Linked DNA regions of Mus musculus: region 2 is linked to region 1. Evidence: chromatin contacts called from public ChIA-PET data. All regions are on one chromosome and are shown on one strand. Each heading gives the region's core, a stretch centred on a gene start, on an enhancer-like site or on the middle of the called end of the contact. The rest is flanking DNA. Distances are from core to core; before and after follow the strand shown.

Region 1 (5,850 bases), core at 57-2,556:
ACTCTTTAAACCATGCCAAATTATAAACTCTTCCACTCACCACAGTATCTGAGGTAATTTTTTAAAAAAACAAACAAACAAACAAAAAACAAAACAAAAAAAACTGGTTCTTTGGGCAAGATTCTAACAAAGATCACACACATTTGGTGTGTTTCACGGTGCTTTTACTCCAACATATAGTTATTTGACCGTTCAAAGTAGTAAGAGAATGGGAAATTGAAGCCACCAAAACTCGAAGGTGAAATGAGTTGGGGAAGGTCAGGCCGCGCTTTGAAAACTCAAACGAAACTCTGCACACAGCTGGCTGCTTAGCATAAGGGCATTTCTGTACTCCCAAGACTGCACAGAGAACAGAACATCACTTCAGTGGGCCACAGGTGTGTGTTTGCAAAAGCAAAACCTACCCACCTCCTAACTGAAGAGAAGTGATTGAAGCAATTATTCGCAATGGTGGGAGGAAGTGTTTTTCCGAGCCTTGTACTTGGACCCAGGGTCTTCGCTGCCGGATAATGAATAAATCAGCGGAGGATCTCCCGCACAAATACAGTCACTTGCACCAGCACACCCTCAACTAGGAGCGGCCGGCCTGAATAGTCCTGCAACCACTCTTGCCGCTCTCAAGGTGAGGCGTGATGTAAATAGGAAGCTTGCTTCCCGCCCACGAAAAACAAAACAAAACAAAAATCCCCCCCCCCCCCCAACCAAGACAGCCAGGAGAAACCGGCTGGGCAAAGCAACGAGCCGAGCTGCCACTCACCTGCGTTGTAAAAACGGTCCAGCACGGCGGTTTCCCCGAAGTCCAGCTTCCCGAAATGCAGGGTCTCCAGGGTGGCGCCCACCGCCTCGCACGCCTCCCGCAGGCTCTGCAGGGCCTCGCTCTCCGCCACCACCAGCTGCCCCTGGCTCGCCTCATTGATCACATAAGCCACGGTGGTACGCCGGCCGCCCCCGCTGCCAGAGTTGCCCCGGCCTCGGGTGGCGCTGCTCCCGGGGGCGGTGGTAGGGCAGCTGGTGCCGGGAGCCGCCGCGCTCTCCACGTTCCAGAAACTGCCCGGCGGTGGCGGCGGCGGCGGCACAAGCAAGGGCTGCAGGCTCGGCTCTCCCTCCGCCGCCGTCGCCGCTCCTCCTCCCCTCCGGCAGCTGCCGCCCTCCGGGATGGTGCAAAAGCCCACGGACGCAAAGGGCGGCACGGAGAAAGTGATGCCCTCGCCGGCTTCGGTGCCCATCTCTGCCTGCCGGGCTGCCACGGCGGCGACCCCGGAGTCCCCAGCCCAGACGCACCGTCTGGCTAGCCACAGCTCCGGGCTGCTCCGCGCGCGCCGGGCTAGGCAGCTGCCATCGCGCGCCGCGCCTTCACCGCCCCGCCGCCGCCTCCGCTCGGGCGCCCTGTCCCCCGGGGCCACGCCGCTGCCCGGCGGCGGCTCGCCCCTCCTCGGCGCCTCCGTGGCCACGCCGCTCGCCCGCTGCAGGGTGGAGAGTCCACGGGGTGGGGACGCCGGCCGCGGCGAGCGGGAAGGGACAGAGCTTCCTCCTCTTGGCGGGCGGACGAGTCGGCGGCCAACCTGCGCAGCCCGGCTCAAGGGCGCCGCGCTCGGGGAGCCGCGAGCTGTCGCCTGCCGAGCGCGGGCCGGGCGAGGGCGCCCTCTGGGTGCCGGCGCTACCTGGAGAACACCTTACGCGCGGTGGGCGGGCTACCCCGAGCCGCGTCCCGGAACCTCCGTGGCCGCTCCCGAAAGGATCCGCCTCTCTGCTCCGCAACAGCTCCCTTGCACCGACTCCGTCTCCTCCACCACCACCTCCTCCTTCCTTCCTTCCCTTCCTCTTTCACCGGTTCGCCGCGCCCTCCGAGTCCCAGCGACCGTCTCGCAGCCGCCCGTCCTCTCGGCTACCCGCCTGTGGCCGCCCACTCGTTGCAGCACAGAGAGCCAGGGCCCGCCCCTGAGGAGGGCGCTGCTGGGAAGCTGCAGCCTGGACCGAACCCACTGCTCCGGGACCTCAGAGAACTGGGAAAGAGGGCTGAAACCCTGTGCGCGCCTCGCTGCGGGACGGCGCAAAAGAAGAGTCTCTAACCCGCACTGTCCCGGTCAGCCCGCCAGGCGTTTGCAGCGCTGGGCGCAGCCACCGCGCCTCGCTCGTTCTGGTCCGCTCGTGGGCAGCGCGTGGCGCTGGATGCACCGTGGCAACACGCGTGCCGAGAGGCGGGAGGATCCAACAAGCGCCCTACAGCCCAGGCCTCAAATGGAAAGTGGTTTATAAGTGACAGGGGCGCTAAATTTAGAAGTGGTCGGCTAAATTTATCGTGGCAGCCGCTGGTACTTTTCATTGTAAAATTTCCAGTTGCTTACGCTGTTATCGTTAATGAGTAATTGATTGGCTCCATTGCCGAATGACTTAATACTCTCATATATCATCTTAAAGTCACCCCTTCCTCAAAATGCCAGATACCTAAGATAGAAAATGCATGGGAAAATTATCATTCAGAGTTGAAAGAGAGAAGTTAACTTATTTCATTTTTTAAAACTGAACCATACACAAATGAAAAGGCTTGATTGCTTTAGTGTGATCAAAAAGCTCCCGCTTATTTTGGGAAGCAAAACCAGATGTGTAAATTCCCAGAGAACTCTCCCAGAATGCTGTAGGTCATGTCAGGAAAGCCAAGGCAAGCTGCAATACGTAAAGGATTTGGATTTCCTAACTTGAGGTTAGTAAGCCAAAATGTAAGAGGCAAAATGTAAATTGGATGTCAAACTCCCCAAAGCCTTACTTAACACAGTATTAAGTAAGGGGAATCTGGGGGCGAGGGACACATTCAGACCAGAACACTGCCCAATTCTTAAATTGTTACAGTATTTTATTGATAGTTTCCAAATAATAAGGTCCTTTTTGTGACTTTATTGTACTCCCCAAGCAAACTGTAAGTCTGGGAGATTCATCTGTCACTCCAGTTCCTTTAAAACAGTCACCTAGTTCATTTTCTACTGAGTAGCAAGGTAGCTTTCAGTTTATAAGCAGTAAGCACACATCAGCAGGCTGTTTTTACACGTGCTTCTTAAATCTCCCCTGTTAGATGAGTCTGGAGGAAAAAAGCCACCGAGGGTCAACATGAGGACAGATTCCTTCCCCACCCCATTGCACCAGGCAAATTTTATACGTATTGAAAATGGAACTGAGTACTTAATACATATAAGGGCAAGCATTTTACAACAAAGGAATGAAAGTAACGCTGGGCAGTGGTGGTGCATGCCTTTGATCCCAATACTTGAGAGGCAGAGGCAGGCAGATTTCTGAGTTCGAGGCCAGCCTGGTCTACACAGAGTGAGTTCCAGGACAGCCAGGGCTATACAGAGAAACCCTGTCTTGAAAGACAAACAAACAAAACAAACAAACAAACAAACAAAAAAGAGGGATGAAAGTAACTTCAGGACTGGGATTCAAAAATCTAAAAGGAATGGGAAGGGAGAAATGGCTCAGTGTTTCTGAGCACTGACTCCTCTTCCAGAGGTCTTGAGCTCAATTCCCACAACCACATGGTGGCCCACAGCCTTCTTTAATAGGACCCTATGCCCTCTTCTGATGTGTCTGAAGACAGCAACAGTGTACTCACATACATAAAATAAATAAATCTTTTTTTTAATCTAAAAGGAAAAAAATTACAAACTGGATAACAAAATCTTTCCATGGCAAATGTAGTGTAGACAAATAAAATGTTATCTAATACGGTTATATCACAATCATGAGTTTCTAAAAGTAGGAAAAAGATAAAAACGTTTCTTTTTTTTTAAGGTGTGTTTTATTTGTCTGTCTTTAAGCATTTGCGTGTGAGTGCAGGTGACCTCAAAGGAGAGTGGGTGTCAGTCCCTGGGGCTGGAGTTACAGATGGCTGAGAATTGCTTGATGTAGGGACTGGGAATTAATTCTGGTCATCCACAAGCGTAGTTTGCAAGCTTAGCTAATGAGCCATCTCTCCTGCCCCTAAAAACATTCTTTAGAAAGAAACAAAGCCATATGCAATTCATGATCATGGGAATATAAGTGACTCTTGCATGTATAAAAAGAAATCCTACTCTATTGATAATGAAATATGTGCAAATTAAAATTTATAGTAATATAACCACATTCACTAAATCTATTGGCAAAATCCTGAAGTTTTCCAACACACTTTTTGAGACTGGATGTAAGAAAATAGACACTCTTATTTGTAGGCTTATTGTTTTTAAAACCTATTTTAATAAGGGTTCTTAAATGCTTCAACCTCCCGTATAGCCCACCAATCAAAGGTAGGGGAAAAAGATGGTTAATGGGCCTGTTTAGAAGTGTTGTGGATTGCCCTGATGCTGTTTGTATTTTGATGCTCATTCTGCTTCCTCAAGAGGGGCTGCCCAGGAGCTGGTGAGATGGCTCAGTGGGTAAGAGCACCCGACTGCTCTTCTGAAGGTCCGAAGTTCAAATCCCAGCAACCACATGGTGGCTCACAACCACCTGTAATGAGATCTGATGCCCTCTTCTGGTGTGTCTGAAGACAGCTACGGTGTACTTACATTAAATAAATAAATAAATCTTTAAAAAAAAAAAAAAAAAGAGGGGCTGCCCAGATGAGGAGTGGATCGAGTATGTACTCATGTGGACCTTCTCCCCATTTTAACTGGGCAATAAAGATGGCAGATACCAACAGTTGGGTGAAGGATAAGGTGGGATTTCCGGGTCCCAGGAGAAGGAGGAGTTGATAGAGGGGAAGAGGGGATTCGGACCAGGCTATGGGGTGGATAGGAAGTAGCAGACTTGTAACTCTGAGAACAGATAGTTTGTAGCCTCCACAGGCTCTGCTGAGGCTAAGGAGGATGGGGCAAGAAATTCTTCGACCAGCAGTTGTGTTATCTGGCTAGTTTTAAAATATAAAAGGCTGCCTGGTGTTTTCCATCCGAGTTAACTTAGGTGGGCCGAAGAAAGGGCGGTTGTTAGAGGCTTGGGAAAGCCAACCATGGGAACTGGGTGAGATGTCCATTGCTGGCACCGGCAAGGAGCAAGCATGCATCTTAAAATTATATGCAACACAAACTTAGTTCTTTGAAGTGATTCCACTCTTGGTTATCATTGGTCCAGTTCACTTAAATCGGCAGCAGTGGCTGGATCCAGGAGAAACCGAGAGGCTCCGCCAACGGGCGTGAGTCGGCTGAAGCAGCCAGAAGCAGCTTGAACACGTCCAGAAGTTCTTTGGTACATTTTTCTCTACAAAGTCACCACAAGCTAAGATCTGTGAAGAAAGCCAGGCGAACCAATGCCATACATATCATCATCGGCGTCAGTGAAGCCCAACCAATTGCAGAGCATCATCCATGCATTACAGTCTGTCTGCTGGGTTATACTAATACTCTTTCCCATCATCACGTGTCCTCTCAAGCTTCTGCCCCAGCAAAACAGAACATGGCCTTTCACCTAACAGCTTCCAGAAAAACATCACATGACACCACCGAGTCTCCAATGAAACCGGAAATGCCCCCTTCACTCATTTCTAGTGGAATGGGAAGTAATGAAAACCATGGGTGTGTTGGCGCATGCCTATAATCCCAGCACTTGGGAAGCTGAGCAAAAAGATCACAAATTTGAAGCCAGCCTAGACTACCTAACCAGAACTTGTCCTAACAAAACATACCTACCTACATATATACATACACACATATATACAACAACTGTAAAGTGAGATTGTTAATATCTAGCAAAATTGGACTGGAGAGATTGCACAGTGGTTAAGAACACTCCCTGCTTTTCCAGAGGTCCTGAGTTCAATTCCCAGTACCCACATGGTGGCTCACAACCATTATAATGGGATCTGATGCCCTCTTCTGATGTGTC
Region 2 (5,957 bases), core at 2,091-4,590, 350 kb before region 1:
CCAGACTCACAGACAGACCCAGACACACATACCACACACACACAGACACACACAGACACACACAGACACACACACACACACACACACGCATACGCGCACACGCATACACACAGAGGCTGGACTTTAAGGATCCCTTGGGATGATTGCTCAGTCATCCTTCACACCACACTAAATCAATGTTTCCAGAAAAGCAGTCAAGAAATGTGTCCCGCAGAAACCCAAGCCTGGCTTTCTTTTAGTTTACCGATGTCCATCACTTAACTCCACCACTGTGGGGCACGGTTAATGCTTTAGACCCAGCTCTGACCTTCAGCACCCCTCTTCTCTGGCATCTGTACTGGCTAGTTTTGTGTCAACTTGACACAGCTGGAGTTATCACAGAGAAAGGAGCTTCAGTTGAGGAAATGCCTCCATGAGATCCAACTGTAAGGCATTTTCTCAATTAGTGATCAAGGGGGAAAGGCCCCTTGTGGGTGGGACCATCTCTGGGCTGGTAGTTCTGGGTTATATAAGAGAGCAGGCTGAGCAAGCCAGGGGAAGCAAGCCAGTAAGGAACATCCCTCCATGGCCTCTGCATCAGCTCCTGCTTCCTGACCTGTTTGAGTTCCAGTCCTGACTTCCTTGGTGACAAACAGCAGTATGGCAGTGTAAGCTGAACAAACCCTTTCCTCCCCAACTGCTTCTTGGTCATGATGTTTTGTCCAGGAATAGAAACCCTGACTAAGACAGGCATCTTCGGTTAAGGCAAGTCCTCATAGGAAGGAAAAGCCATTGCTAAGTAAGGCCAGAACATGACTTGCTCTGCCCGCCCTCCCCTCACTGAGTGCCCTAGAATCCACTTGCTTCTCCAGCTTGCTCCCAGAGCCTCCTGTGGCCAAGGCTGACGGAGGCAGGCTCATCCCTGGTGTCACAGGACAAGTGGGTGGAGGGTGTCAGGAAATGCCTCAACTATACTGAAAAGACAAGTACCTAAAATTCCCAGGAGAGCCCAAGGGGAGGTAAAATACAATGGCACAACGGCTCCTTTCTGTTAGCTCACCTGGTATTAAGTGCGCAACGGGCATCTCAGTAAAAATGCTTATGCCATTCAGGGTACTACTACAAACAACGTAAACAGTGACATTCCCGCCCACCTAGTTTTCCTGCTAATCCCTTCCCAAAGCCATCTTTCTCATGCATCTTAAAACATTGTATCATTTATTGAACAATTACTTAATGTGCTTAAGACTTTATCATTCGTGGCTGGAGAAATGGCTCAGCGGTTAAGAGTGTTAAGACCGTTAAGACTGTTCTTCCAGAGGTCCCGAGTTCAAATCCCAGTGACCACGAGGTGGCTCACAACCATCTGTAATGGGATCTGATGCTCTCTTCTGGCTTGTGGACATATATGCATCAGACCACTCATATATTAAAAAAAAACAAAAAAACAACCCAAGCACCAATTAGATGAGCAAGTCTTTCAAAAGGGCTGGAGAGATGGCTCAGCGGTTAAGAGCACGGACTGCTCTTCTGAAGGTCCTGATTTCAAATCCCAGCAACCACACGGTGGCTCACAACCATCTGTAGTGAGATCTGACACCCTCTTCTGGTGAAGACAGTTACAGTGTACTTACATAACAATAAATAAATCTTTGGGCCAGAGTGAGTGGAGGTCCTGAGTTCAAACTGCAGCAACTACAGGGTGGCTCACAACCATCTGTAACTACAGTGTACTCGTATACATAAAATAAATCTTTTTAAAAAGTCTTTCAAAATGTTGCATCAAGATATGTGAACTTACTGGCTATCTTTTTTTTTTTCTTTTTTTTTTTTTTTTTTTTTTGGTATAGAGTTTATTCAGGGCATGGGGAGGGGAGTTAAGAGAGTAATAGAGGCAGAGAAAGGCAGAGCTAAGGAGAAGTACAGGCCGGCCATGACCACATAGAGAGAGGGGGAAGGGAAGAGGGAGAGAGGGGGGAGAGAGCTGGAGCAAGAGAGCAAGGGAAGCAGCAGGAGTAAGAGAGTGAGAGCGGCTATTAAATTTACTATGCAATAGTGTGAGTTGTGGTGGCAGAGCCTGTAGCAGCAGGCTTGGAAGCTGAGGCTGACTGCCATGAGTTCAAGGCCAGCCTCAGCTAGACGCTAAGACCAGTTTAAAGAAATACATTTAAAAGTTGAAATTATAAACTTTGAATGTGAGCTGGGTGTGGTAACATACTGTACTGCCAGGCTCGGGAGGCTGAGGCAGGAGGATGATAGGTTTGAGGTGAGTCTGGGTTACAGTATGATACCCCATCTCAAACAACAGCACCCTCCCCCATTAAACCGTAAAAATGTTGTAATATTTAAACACATGAAATTTAACTTTTATCTTGCCCTGAGAGTTCCTTAGTGATGTGAAATATCAAATTATCACCCATGTCAACATCAGTGTTGTTTAGTATAGGAATATTACAGATTTTTTCCTCTGAATGTAGTTTGAAGGTGAAGCAGTTGCCAAGAAAAATTTAAGAGTCAAAATGCTTTAAATGAAGTCTAAGAATCTAGCAGATCTGGTGAGCTAATGACTTAATTAGAAACTTACAACCCTCCTCCAACCTCCACTCAGGGTTAAGATGCTGTTGCCCACTTCAACCAGGGTACCTAATTCACTGAGTCTTCCAGTCAGCAGGTGGATGGATTGTGTACATAGAGGGGACTGGGTCCAGCTCCCAGAGGCTCTGCTTGCTACTATGTATCCACGTGAGAAATTCAGTTGGTTTCCAGTAGTGGGGAAATGCCAGAGAAAGATAAAGCTTTCCCTGCCTATGATAGCTAGAGGCTCCTTTTGAAGTGATTGGAGAATGACCAAACTAGCCTACACACTGTGCAGTGGTGTAGACCAGAATCTATTCTGTGCTGAGGGCCACATTTGATCCCCAGCCACCTCACATAACCGTCGCACCCTACGGCAGGCTTCCTGGGGTGAGTGACCACAGTCTTCAAGGGCTGAACAGAAGAGCAAGCCTGTCACTGTGGAGCCCAAACTCGCTGTCTGGCAATGTGGCTCTTAACAAACTGTAAAGACGCATCTACATCCCCTGCAATTAAAACGTGGTTACTTAGAAAGGCTTTAGTGGTTAATGAGCGTAAATATCAGCTCCAACATATAAACATAAAAAGACAACTTAGCCAAAGTACAATGATGATTTTGAATTTTAAATAAACCCACTCCATATACAAGCATTCCCACATCCTTGGAAATGGCACTGAAGTCAGGTGGGGAGTAATCTGAAGCCTCAGAAATCAATCATGGGGCAGAGGTGTAGCTTAGAAGTGGGAAGATTAGTCTCATGACGGAAAGAGGCTCTCTGTGCAGACAGGATGTGTGTGTGCCTGTGTGTATTTACCTGAAGGAAGTGAAACCACAGGAACCCTACGGTAAAACTATGTCAAACATTTTATTTGTATTTTATGTTTGGTAGATTTAAATAAATAGAACAAGTTTGCTGAACAGATTTTTTTTAATACAATATCTAGATGTATAAGGACAACCAAATAGGGAAACCCCACAAACTGATGTTTTAACAATGTTTTACAAACTGTTGATAAAGATTGTATGCTTGGATTTAAAAGAACCCCAATAGATGAATAAATAGTCTCACATTAAATCTTGTAGATTAACCAATTGCTCTTAGTATAAAACCAATACATCATAGTGGGAGGGATACACCATTGCCCTTGGCGCTCCTGTCTCCATCTCTCATTGGTCGTCTCGTAAGTGGGAAAATAAAATTGAATTTATATTAGCAAATGAAAGTGCAAGTTTATACAGCAGGGCTGAGCAGCAGGAGTGAAGAATGATAAGACAGGAGAGGCTGACAGTCCCTCTACACCAAGGACATCTATGTCAGTCCTTGTCCCCCAACGTCAACGTGACATCACTTATTTTTCATTGCTCTGAAACGAGCAGAACCAAATTCTTTGATCTAAAGGAATATTAAATATTTATTTCCCCCACATCATTTGTGATCACGTAAGGCAAAGGGAGAGAAGTCCTACCCTCACTGTGGGTGGCAGCAGCATACAACTTCAGAGCGCCTCACAGGGACATTCACGCTCCCACGGCGGCATGCGGAGACGTCTGCTAGAGCATGTCTGCACCCTGCCTTGTTTTAATTTATCTAGCTGAAAAAAAGCTTTTATAAACATATCACTTAAGAGGACGGCTGAGCCAGGCGGGGTTGGCGCACGCCTTCGATCTCGGCACTCAGGAAGCAGAGACTGAGTCCGAGGTCAGTCTGGTCTGCAGAGCCAGTTCTAGAACAGCCAGGGCTACACAGAGAAACCCATTCTCCAAAAAGTAGGAAAACAAAAACAAAAACAGAAAACAAAAAGGACAGCAAATTATTTTCTTGCTGTAAAAAAATGTTTACACATTTTCAAACTTGCCAGTGTAGTTCTGTAAGAGGAGTCTCAGAAGGCTGTGGCAGCAGGGTCTGCAGGATGCCCGCGACGAGCTGTGTTTACGAGAGCCAGGTAGTAATATTTAAACAATCCAATTTGTTTAAATACCTTCCGCTCACTCTGCCTGGAGGGCAAAGAGATACCCACTGTCAAGTGTTACATAGTAAAAGGTATTTTATTTTTGCTAATCTTATATACTGAAGTTTAAAAATGAAAAAAGATCTGTGTGATAATCACGCCTTGCCAGTCCATTTCTTTTTATAATAAAATGCTCTTTTGTGTTTTTAAAGAACAAAGAAAAAAAATTGATTTACTAAGAAGAAACACACTGGAAAATGCCATCTCAGGGTATCAGATTAAGGAGCCATCTCTTTCTGTTGGCGAAAACGATCAGGAAAGCTACTGAGTCTGCTGTCTTTAGCTGGCTTTAATACGTCTTTTAAAAACGATGGTCAGGAACTCTTTAGAAAACCAGAGGGAGGAGCTGCTTCGAGCGGAGCCTGAAGTTCCATTCATTGTAGAAAACGTTTGCTTTGGTTCTTTGGAGGAGACACTCATATAACTTCTACATGAGGAGACAGAAAAGAGAAGAGATTAATATGACCCATCTAAACTTGAATACCATGGCAATAGCTTATATTTATAAAAAAGACAAACCCACCATGCCTTTACAGATAGTATCATATGTAAGAGTAAGCCGCTGTGCTGTAGGAAGAACAGGTCAGTGGCAGAGCCCTTGCCTGGTCTGCACGAGGCTCTGGGTTAGTTTCCCCAGCACCACAAAACCACAACCAGACACACGTAAAACCAGGAGACTGGGTTGGGGTTCTTAAGCTTTTTAAGGGCAGTACTAGGAAAAGTACACACCCTTTCCACTCAGCTTAGGGAACATCACTGACTCAGAAATGCTATGCTTAGATAATTTAAATCCATAGCCTCTAAGAAAACTACATTCATTCGTCCTGTATCCTTAGTGTTCAATGCTTAGGGCTCCAAACTTTAGTGGAGGACGAAGGAATGTTTATAAATAAATGGTCACCCAAAGGAACAGTGTACCACTTCAGATGGGATCCTAGACTACTTCTTGGGGAAAGATGGTGGAAGGAAAAGGATGATTTAAAACCCAGGGAAGCAGAACGCCAGGTGGAAGTTTCTTCCTCCCTGCAGATATGGGATATGACAGATATGGGATATGAGTTTCTTCCTCGCTGCAGATATGGGATACGACAGATATGGGATATGTCAGGAAGCAGCAGATGCCGTGGTTCCACCACCACAGCACTAAGCAGGCTGCTTTGAAGGCTTAGCAATCCCAAGGCCAGGCCACAGGGGCTGTATGATCACCTTTACAGCCTACAAGATGGATTCCACTAAGGGCAATAATACCCCAGAGGAGAAAGAGAGACTGGTTCCTCAGGGGCCACTTCCTAGCTAAAGTTGTTATGGCTTCACAGACAGTTTGACCATAGTCCTCTCCTGACTCCATTTCAGTGTCTGGAATTTGGCGAATCTCTTCCTAGGAAGAGGATGAG

Evidence for each region. ChIA-PET counts read pairs in DNA pulled down with a chosen protein or histone mark.
Region 2: a contact with region 1 is called in an RNA polymerase II ChIA-PET map of memory CD8 T cells, with 14 read pairs. The contact joins the enhancer-like site here to the promoter of Map3k5 in region 1. A contact is called at or near these places in 2 of 484 Hi-C or Micro-C datasets (the N1E-115 cell line and nephron progenitors), 2 of 115 datasets of contacts at active chromatin or transcription factors (extraembryonic endoderm stem cells and memory CD8 T cells) and 2 of 9 other capture datasets (adipose tissue and liver).

Annotation. Positions count from the first base shown.
Region 1 is chr10:19,929,982-19,935,831 of GRCm38.p6, reverse strand. Map3k5 (mitogen-activated protein kinase kinase kinase 5) reads right to left here and starts at 1,306. Exons shown (of 30, transcript NM_008580.4): 1 at 758-1,306. The coding sequence starts at 1,226.
Region 2 is chr10:20,279,029-20,284,985 of GRCm38.p6, reverse strand. Map7 (microtubule-associated protein 7) reads right to left here. Exons shown (of 18, transcript NM_001358787.1): 18 at 3,396-4,990. The coding sequence ends at 4,980. The region is part of intron 2 of Gm48249 (a long non-coding RNA gene); the gene reads left to right. Among named protein-coding and RNA genes, the nearest start is that of Gm48249, 4.7 kb to the left of the region's middle. Within about 2 kb of position 3,340, at least 36 of the 459 cell types and tissues checked have an H3K27ac peak or open chromatin away from gene starts, as enhancers often do. A contact at or near this core is called in memory CD8 T cells, where this site is marked.